Linked DNA regions of Capsicum annuum: region 2 is linked to region 1. Evidence: chromatin contacts called from public Hi-C data. All regions are on one chromosome and are shown on one strand. Each heading gives the region's core, a stretch centred on a gene start, on an enhancer-like site or on the middle of the called end of the contact. The rest is flanking DNA. Distances are from core to core; before and after follow the strand shown. Region 1 overlaps LOC107870866 (YTH domain-containing protein ECT1). Region 2 overlaps LOC107870865 (serine/threonine-protein kinase STY13).

Region 1 (4,903 bases), core at 2,325-4,824:
AGTGGGTCCAGTTCATTGTGGGAACCTGGTCACAGAAATTGGCTAGCTCCTGACAGAGGTGGAAGACGTGAAAGGGATCGGCACTCTGTCAACATTTCCCCTGAATCACTTGGTATGACAAGTGAACGAAACCGAGGACCAAGGGCATTAAAGCCAAAGAGCAAGGCTCCCGTTGAGGATGATAGCTCGTCATCTGTTATTCGTAAGGAAGTTGAGTCAACTTCTTTGCAGCCTGACCAGTACAATCAGCCTGAATTTGTCACTGATTATGAGCATGCTAAATTCTTTGTCATCAAGTCCTTCAGTGAAGATAATGTTCACAAAAGTATTAAATATAGTGTCTGGGCTAGCACTCCTCAAGGAAATAGAAAGCTTGATGCTGTTTATCGTGAAGCAAAAGAGATGAATGCTAACTGTCCTGTTTTTCTCTTTTTTTCGGTATGTTTCTTCAATTCTTATATTGCCTTGTTAGTTAAAAGAATGCAGTACTCTCCTGGGAAACGGTTCATATACAACAACATACCTAGTATATTCCCACAAAGTGGGGTCTGGGGAAACGGTTCATATAGAGGACACCCAAATATATTTTCTTTCAGTTCTTTTTTTCTTTTTTCCGCCTTTTATTTTTCCATTTTTGCATCTCTTTTTAGCTTGGGTGTCATTATCATTGAGAAATTTGTAAACGCCAATGCGGCAGTGCCTGCTAACAAATATTGAGTACACTTCTAAATTTTTGAGCTTTTAATTTTTGGGTACAACTCTAGGTCAATGCTAGTGGACAATTTTGTGGGGTTGCTGAGATGGTTGGGCCTATTGATTTTGAGAACAACGCGGAGTACTGGCAGCAGGACCGATGGAGTGGGCAATTTCCTGTTAAATGGCATGTCATTAAGGACGTTCCTAATAGTCAGTTTCGCCACATACTTCTTGAACATAATGACAACAAGCCAGTGACTCACAGCCGGGATTCTCAAGAGGTACGTGTCTTCTACTATACTACTGTGATCATTCTTATCTAGTGTCTAAGATCATCACCCAGCTCTCAATGTGTATTACTTATTGGAGCTGCAAATTTTCTGCAAAATGTTTATCTTGAATGTAGCTAGTCCAGATCTTTTGCCTTTATCATCCACAAAATATTTCAGGGTAGGTTGCATATTTTGATCAATGACTTTTGGAAATTTCTCTTTTCTTTTCTGCATGCTAATATTCAAAGTCTAGCCAATGGACAATCCTGTGCCCTTACTCTTGCTTGAATTATGTGTCCTATAGCTTGTGGGTTACTAGTTGCAGTTGCTTCACATTGTTTTGTCATTCTGGTCATTTCAGGTGAAATTGCCAGAGGGATTGGAAATGTTGAAAATTTTCAAGAACTATGAAGCGGATACCTCTATCTTGGATGATTTTACCTATTACGATGAGAGGGAGAAGTCCTTGCTTGACAAGAAGAGTAAACAGCGAACACTTCCACCTGGTAGTGCTGCAGTTACTACTGCAGCTGACACAATAAGTCAACTAGCCGATAGTCTTGCTGGCACACTAAACTTGGAAGGCAACAAGAAGTTGCCTTAAATGGAGTTTGTAGTGTACTATCTTAAGCCAGTAGCAGATTCCAGAGGCAGGGTTTTGCTGCAGTCATTCAATGTTTATTTGGTTGGGCAACCAGCTGGCTCATATAGTTAAGGAAATTGCTTAACAGCCTTTTGGGTGGTGGCCTTTTCATCACACCTTTGGATCAGAAAACTCTCTTTCCTTCATTTGTCATTTGTTCAATTAGTTGTAATTTGCGGTTCTTGGGCTAGGAGAGAGAGCAGCCAGTAGTGTTAGTGCTAACTGTCTTCCTGTTATTTTCTTCGTTGTTTCTTTAAAGTAGGTGATGGCAGGCAATACAAGAAGCCATCCGACATTTGGAAATTTGTCGATGTCTCCAGGCTGATGCCTTATTGTATTCCAGCTTTTCTTAGTTTCGGGCGGTACCTAGGGCTGCTTTGTTATTGCTGTAGAATTGCCAAAATGGGTGATAATTGGGAGAAGGCTGCAACGTGTTCACAGAAATCAAACAACTTTTATATTGAGCCTGTAGTTCATGATCAACCCAAATAATCTCTGGCTTGGATTGTCAGATTGTTTGTTTTATGGAGTCATAGATATCAATGTTTCCCCTGCTGCATTATCCCAGCAAAATTCTTTACTCACACCTTTGTGTACGGTAGCTTCTTTTCATGTCTGTCTTCATCGAAGTTTTGTACGATACAAATGAGTTTCACTTAATTACATTACCCTTAGAGAATACGTTTTCCTTTTCTGGCTCAACATTATCATTGTCTACATGATTTCATCTCAATTGTTATAATGGGTCTTCACATATTGCTGACAGGGTGTGCTTTTTCATTTCCAGTGATAAGTCTTCTGAATTAAATGATATTAATGAAGGTTCTTTCAGGTGTTTCTTGTTCAAGGAGTTCAGTAGTCATTAGTAAAAATTAAGATTGACGAAGTCATTTTAAGATGAGCATGCAGTGCTGTGAGATAAGCTTCCAAAGGTGCTGGGGACATTTACAGAAGAGGGGGCAGGATCAAGGATGAAAATTTGACTGAGTATATCAGAACTTCAACTCTTATGGGAAGGTTTCTTCGAGTAGAAACACTGAGTGGCCTAAGAAAGTCTGCTATTATCATCCCCGAGATGAATTACAATGCAGGGTGGAGTGATCTAGCTGACAAAATTATCAGATCTTTGGGTGATCCAGTTAACTCAGTTCTCTGGAAGTTTGTCACTCCAGGGAAATCTTTCATTGCTGCTGAAAATATTAAGAAATGGCCTAATATGAACTCTTATCTCATTCTAAATTGGAGAATCTAGAGGGTGTTGCTTAGTTGGAGCCTTCAATGATCCCTTCAGCTAGAGTCCAAATCCAATAGTTATCCATCAATGGTTCTTGGAAAGTGGAAGAAGATGGCAGCTTTGAGCGTTTTACAGCTCAAACACCACAACTAGATGATATTTGAATTTCCTTCAAGGCAAAAACGGAGAGGATAATAATTGAGGAATGTTTTGGAACGGGAAAAGATAATGACTTGACTGGTAAGTCTTTAGAATCGGGCAGATATCTCTAAAGAAGAATTAGCAGCAAATTAGAGGTGGATTGGGGCATCCCGCTTTATGTATGGTTGGAAAAACTCTGAAATTTATTGGGGATCGTTGTGGTGGTTATATCAGTGCAGATTCAAACACGAAGAAGAGAAGTCATATTCTCTGGGTCAGATTTGTATCCAGCAGTTGCACATGAACCTTTGCACTAAATTGATTTGAGAGTCCTCATCATGATTTTTGAAATTTCCGTTATCGTCACGCCTTCTCCAAAATCTCAGTCGCTGGTGTTTTAACTGATGTCCAAACAAGTATGTGTTTCAAAGACTGAGGAGCCTATTAATTCAAATTTCAAATTTATTGAGGACCTTAGGGTTGAGTCCCAAAAATCCGAAGGCAACTTTGGGCCAACTTAAGGCAAAGACCAGTTGCTGCAAAAGACTACTTGAGACCGTCTTTATTACTCAAGGAGGGTAAAGGGGAACTTGCATCTTAATAATAATATGTTAAAGGAGTGGAAGGCTATTAGGCCGGCCTAACCTATAGATGTAGAAACGCAAAAGCTTTCTCAAGGAGGTTGGAATGCTAAATTGTCTCAAAAGCCATTATTGGCTTTCAAAACACAAGCAGATTCTCTAGACCTGTGCGAGGGAGACGCAGATGAAGCATGCATGCGACCTTCATCTGCTCTCTTTTTCCCCTCTCAACTCTGATTTCTCTATTGGGTGTTCTGAAGACTCAGGTTTCTCTTCCCAAGGGAGACGCAGATGAAGCATGCATGCGACCTTCATCTGCTCTCTTTTTCCCCTCTCAACTTTGATTTCTCTATTGGGTGTTCTCAAGACTCGGGTTCCTCTTCCCAACTAGTAGCGACACTTTGCCACAACCCTAGTACGGTAATTGTTTGCAAGATCAACAGGTTGTTTCAAGCTCGATAGTTAACAAAACCTTTCATTGGACCAAGATAGTGATGACTAAAGTTTGTAGACCTTGGGGTCATTTCATCAGGGTTTAAGCATGAAATCTTTGACATGATACTACACATGGAACAAAAGGAAGCTGTATTTGCAGCAATCAAAGGGGAAAGGACAATAGAAGAAAAGATTAACGAAAAGGGCGAGATTGTGGCCAAGAAGCTACAGTGCCCAATTAATTATTAGAATGGAGAAGGGTTAAGCAGGGGCAGGTTCCACAAAGCTTTCTCTGAAGGAAAGCAAGAATTATCAGCTGGAAAATAAGGGAATTGAATGACATAAGAAACAGAAGCACCATTAAGCTATTTATTCAAAAATGGAAGCCTGATTTCTTGTGTTACATGAAACGAAAACAGAGTATTGTTCTGTGGCAATAGCAAGGCATATTTGGGGATCAAGGTAGGTCGAATGGGGAATTGAAAGCAAGTGGTACTAGGGGTGGCATTATTATTGTGTGGACAAACAACAAAGGAAATGCTTAGACTCTTACCAGGGGTAGCATACATGTGGGAGTGCTTGCAGGTGAATCTAAGATTCTGTTTTTCTGGAGTGTATGGGCCTCACTCAAGTTTGGAAAGGCTAGACCTATGGGATGAGTTGGCTGTGCTGCATTTGGGATGGAAATTGGATCATAGGTGGTGATTTAATGTGTAGATTTGAACCTGAGAGGTACAACTGTATTAGGAGATCAAAGGCTATGAAGGACTTCTCTGATTTTATTCAAGATCAAAGGCTATGGACTTTTCTGATTTTATTCAAGACATGCGTCTTATTGATCTCCCTTTACATGGTCAATGGATGCTACATGCGCTTATGCAACTCAGAATCTGTTAATTAT
Region 2 (5,236 bases), core at 1,107-3,606, 250 kb after region 1:
TACTATAGATTAAAAGTGAATTATGTATGCAATATAAATGTATTATAAGTGTATTAAAATGTGTTGTACTTATTTTGATAAAAAAAATACATTATGCATTAAAAATGAATTATGCATGCAATAGAAATGTATTTACAATGTACTAAAAGTGAATTATGCATGCAATATAGTGTATTATAAGTGTCTTCAATGTTTTATGCTTGTCTTGGTAAAAAATTTAGAGAAAATGCATTGTTTCCACCCTAAACTATACACGAAATTGCTGAGACACATCCAAACTTTAGGAGGGTTCTATTATCCCCTGGACTAATTAAAACTGTATTTTTTACAACCTTAGTGCCTACATGGCACATACGTGTGCCTACGAGGACCTTTAGTGTGTTGATTAACTGATGTACCATGTATGTGCCACACAGGCACTAAGGTTGTCAAAAATACGGTTTTAATTAGTCCAGGGGGTAATAGGACCCTCCTAAAGTTTGGGTGTGTCTCAGCAATTTCGTGTATAGTTCAAGGTAAAAACGGAGCATTTTTCCAAAAAATTACACTATGTATTAAAAGTGAATTATGCATGTACTAAAATTATATAGCTATAAATGATAAATATTTTCTAAATATGGTTTAATTAGGTAAGTTTCCCTATTATAATAGGAATCCATGTTAAAAGCTTCAAAAGACTCAATGTATATATCTTCATCATAATATCAGATGATAAAGAACATTAAAGATTCTAGTTCTTCTAGTTGAGCTCGGTCCCAGATCAATAGTTGGGTCGGGTTTCGAGATAATGATGGTCCTAAGTCGAGAGTCGAAGACGGGTCTCATGTCAGAGATTAGGATTCAATCTCGAATTGAGAATCTTTATCGAGGTTAAGTTTTGAGTCGGTAGTCGGGGTTAGGTCTCGAGTCGAGAGTCGGGGTTGGGTCTTGGGTTGGAGTTGGGATTGGTGTTGGGGTTGGGGTTGGGTCTTAGGTCAGGTCGAGAGTCGGGGTCAAATCCTGAATCGGCTGTCAGAGTCGGGTCCCAATCAAGAGTGTAGAGTCGAATTTGGAGTTGTCTCTCAGGTCGAGAGTTGAGGATGATTTCTGGGTCAGGTGTTGGGGTCGGGTCTTAGGTCGGGTGTCATCAAAATTGGCTCTTAACTCGAGAATGAGCCCTAGGTCGAGTGTTGAAGTAGGGTCTCGGGTCTGGAGTTCGGGTCGACTCTCAAGTTAGCAATCGGGGTGGGCGCTCGAGTCAAGAGTTGGGGCCAAGTCTCAAGTTGGGAGTCAGGTTCAGGTCTCGGGTGGGGTGTCAGGGTTAAGATTCAGGGTGAGGTTTCAAGTCTGATCTCAGATCCAGTGTTGGGGTCAAATCGCAGGTCTAGTGTTGGGGTCGAGTTTTAGGTCTAGAGTACATCGGGTTTCAAGTAGGAAGTTGGGGTTCGATCCCGAGTCGGAAGTCGGGGTCAACTCTCAAGTTTGATATCGAGGTTAGGTGTGGGGGTCGGGTCCTAAGTTGGGAATCGATGTTGGGAGTCAGGAGTCGTGGTTAGGTCTTGGGTGGGATGTTAGGGTTAAGACTTGAGATAGTTCTCGGGTCAAGAGTTGAAGTCAGGTCCCCATTGTGTCCTAGGTCTAGTGTCAGGGTCGAGTCTTGAATCAGGTGTCGAGGTTTTGTCCCTAATCGAGTGTCAAAGGTCAGGGTTGTGTCTCGAATCGATAGTCGAGGTAGGTTTCCAAGTCAAAAATTGAGGTTGGAATCAGAGTGAGGACTCAAGGCCGGATCGTAAGTCGATTGTTACTTGTTAGGGTCGTGTCCTTGATCCTGTGTAAGGACTTGGGGTCTCCGATCATGGTTGCGTTTGGTGTCATTAGTATTTGTTTGTATGCTCTTAAAACAATATTATCTTCTTACTAACCAAACACAACTGCATATTTTCCAAGAAAATATAAGAAAATATTTTCTAGGAAAACATTTTCCTTCATACTAAACACATCTTGAGAAACATGCCTCTTTTTTATTTTATGGATGCGCCCTTTTAACCCATTAAACTACCCACATTTTAAATAAGTAATATGAGTTTTATTCATAATTTGACTCATTTTATAATGATCAAGTATGCAACCATTTAAGATGGGTCAAATTGAAAAATTGAATGGATACCCATAAAAATTACCCATTTTGTCAGCCCTAGGTGTGACTAACGTGGAGATTTTACCAGTCTAGCCAACAAATTTCAAATCTTGATCTCTTCTTTGTCCCTTCGGGGACATCCGACAAAAAAAAAACTCTTCTTTTGAAAGTACTGGATACCTCCTTTTCCTGCCTTACCAGGTGAGCATCAATGAAGCCATCGAATGTTGGACCACTTGGATAGTTGAAGGAACTTATGATCTCCTGTAATTAATCCCCAACTCACTCTCATAGACCAACTACCATATTGTCATCAAATAAATAGAATTTGGCTATGTCCCATCTCCAACCAAAGTGTCATTCTTGCTCCCCAATAATCAGGAAATTGCAGTCCTCGGAACCTGTCATACATCAATGCCACTTTGACTAATATATTGCGGTCATAGGAATTGATTTCAATACGCCCTCAATCTTTCAAGCAAAATGTTACTCTTGCTAGCATATTTCTGCAATGCAAGATCAAGCATTGGGGGCTAACACAAAGATGAGGGTCTGGGCATGAATCAGAAAGGTCTTCTGGACATTATAGCTCAAACTTGTAACAATTCCATAAAAGGACAGGTATAAATACACATCAACCCTCTCTATTACTATTTACTACTAATCAGCATCTTCAATCCAAAGAACCCCAGCCCCCCCCCCCCCCCCCCCCCCCCAAAAAAAAAAGATACAACAAAGTAACAATAACCCTTTTAACTTACTCCCTTTGCTATCTGAACAGAGAAATTATGTTTGATAGAGATGCACAGAGGAGGTTATAAAATCAGCTGTTTTTTGGCCTTCCCAATTTAATTACCAATGTTTTTACTGGTTCTAGTTTCCTCTTCCCACATTAGTCAGAAGTCATTGGTTGACTTATGCAGCACCTAAAACGGGCCTTTCTGACAGTTGTCATGATCTCTGTTTCCGCGACCTCAAGCATTCTGACCACCTGAGAGAATGGTGGCCGATTATCAGGGTTAGCATCCCAGCAGCGGTTCATGATCTCACTTAGAACAGGCAAACAATCATTGGGGATTGCTGGACGAACACCTTTGTTGACTACAGCAAAAGCTGCCTGCACTGCGGTCATTTTCTGGAACGGAAGCATACCTGTTAACAGTTCCCACAGAACGATGCCAAAACTATAAACATCAACTTTGTGGGTGTAAGGCCGATGCTGGATCATTTCCCTGCAAATCAGAGCAAATGAAATCAAAAATCTAGAATAAAATCTACACGTCAAACAACTTTGGATGTTTCCTTTTAGGCAAAAGAAAAGAATCACGACATATTGCAAAAATTATCTATATGAGGCAGAATTGCTCCAATGCATAATGAGTTCCTCAGGAAGAAACTAGCTAGAGAAGAGATTTCCTTTTTCAGATGAACAGAAATCAAAACTTGTAATACTAGAACTAGATTTAACTTATTCAGAGCGCCTACACATGCTGAGCAACAACTTTATCTGAGGTGAAAACAACTATTTTTAGGCAAGACCATTATTACATTAGTCAGGAGGCATAATCTTCATATTTTACTTCAACAAGTCATCCATTTTGCATTCTTTAGATACATCTACCATCACAGTGATGCACCCATCCCCACCACAATCACAAACCTAATTATCTCCAGAGCTACCTCATACATCTATTCTAATCTCAAGATTCCCAGTCTCACTATTTCTTGCAGTGACAATCATGATGTTTTCCAGAGTAAATTTCTAAAAGAAATGTCCTATTAGGAAAAGAAAAAGAGAGTACTCCAGTTTTCATTTTTTCCAACCAAAATAAAGCTTATACATAAATCTGGGAATGGGTGGACGCTGGAATCTTAAGGTACTGCTTTTATTGGGAGAAGGAAAGACGCACTCTTTTACAACAATTGCTGGAAGCACTGAGGAGAAGCATCTAAATCCTGACGCATAAGATTTGTTAGAATAAGAATAGGAATAGTATACAAATCCTACTTAGAAAAGGATTGTAATGTAGTGTCTATAAATAGGGTGTCAATGTAATTATGTAGACAACAATTCAATAATATTTTCCGATTATATTTCTCACATGGTATCAGAGAGTTTGTGTTCGTGAGGAAAATATCATTCCGGCGTCACTGCATCGTTTTCCAGTGGCAGAAGCTGCTGTCCATACAATCCATACAATGATACAAATATATTTTTCGTCGGCGTATTTCAAAACAAACCAACACCGCCATCATGGTTGGAACATCTTGGCGAGCAAACCCCAGTCAGACTTCGACGAGATTAGGCGGCACATGCGCCGCCGGAAGAAATTCTCCGGCAAGCACGTCAGCCCATGCGCCAGTGCGTGCAGAGTTTTCCGGCGACTTTTCCGGCAGTTTAATTTTTCCAGTAGCCTCAATTATTCATTCCGAGGCTTCTCATATGATTATTTTCTGATTCCGAGCAACTTCCAGACATCAGATCTTATATCCGGCGACTTTTCTTTTTCCCGACCAAATTCCGGCAATATTTCTTTTTCATGATTTGGGCTCTTGGTTATGGATTTGGGTATAAAGAAGAATGGAAAGAGGAGGAGTAAGGAGTGTAGACCTAGAATTAAGTGGGGCGGCCTGACGCCAGTGAATGCGTGGGAGATAGGGGAGAAGTTGGCGGGAATGGGGGTGTGGGAGTGTAGGGGGGACGTGGATAGTATATGGGATAGGGCGGCTAGGTGCATCAGGGAGAATGCAAGTGACGTGTTGGGTGTTTCTAGGGGCCGGGCCGGGCACCATCGGGGGGATTGGTGGTGGAATGAGGAGGTGGAAAAGAAAGTGGGGACCAAGAAAGGGGCGTATGCTAAGCTGGTGGAGAGTAAGGACGAAGAGGAGTAGCGGGTAAACAGGAAAGAGTACAAGCTAGCGAGGAAGGAGGCTAAGTCAGCAGTCACGGCAGCTAAGACGGCCGCTTTTGAGAGCTTGTATGCAGGGTTACAGGGGAAAGGAGGGAAGAAAAAGTTGTTTAGACTCGTTAAGGCTAGGGAGAGGAAGGATCGTGACCTCGATCAGGTGAGGTGCATTAAGGGAGAGGACGGTAGAGTGTTGGTGGAGGACGGCCACATT

The links. Hi-C and Micro-C count contacts between places; a contact is called where the count stands out from the background.
Region 2: a Hi-C map of leaf shows a contact between it and region 1, with 3 times the contacts expected there. The contact joins two enhancer-like sites. A contact is called at or near these places in 5 of 5 Hi-C or Micro-C datasets (bud, leaf, pericarp and 1 more).

Annotation. Positions count from the first base shown.
Region 1 is chr5:117,773,612-117,778,514 of UCD10Xv1.1, forward strand. It overlaps LOC107870866 (YTH domain-containing protein ECT1), which reads left to right. Exons shown (of 8, transcript XM_016717550.2): 6 at 1-438; 7 at 765-977; 8 at 1,330-2,313. The coding sequence ends at 1,572. Among protein-coding and RNA genes, the nearest start is that of LOC107870866, 29 kb to the left of the region's middle. Within about 2 kb of position 3,575, at least 4 of the 5 cell types and tissues checked have an H3K27ac peak or open chromatin away from gene starts, as enhancers often do. A contact at or near this core is called in leaf, where this site is marked.
Region 2 is chr5:118,027,710-118,032,945 of UCD10Xv1.1, forward strand. It overlaps LOC107870865 (serine/threonine-protein kinase STY13), which reads right to left. Exons shown (of 4, transcript XM_016717548.2): 4 at 2,676-3,348. Among protein-coding and RNA genes, the nearest start is that of LOC107870865, 23 kb to the right of the region's middle. Within about 2 kb of position 2,357, at least 3 of the 5 cell types and tissues checked have an H3K27ac peak or open chromatin away from gene starts, as enhancers often do. A contact at or near this core is called in leaf, where this site is marked.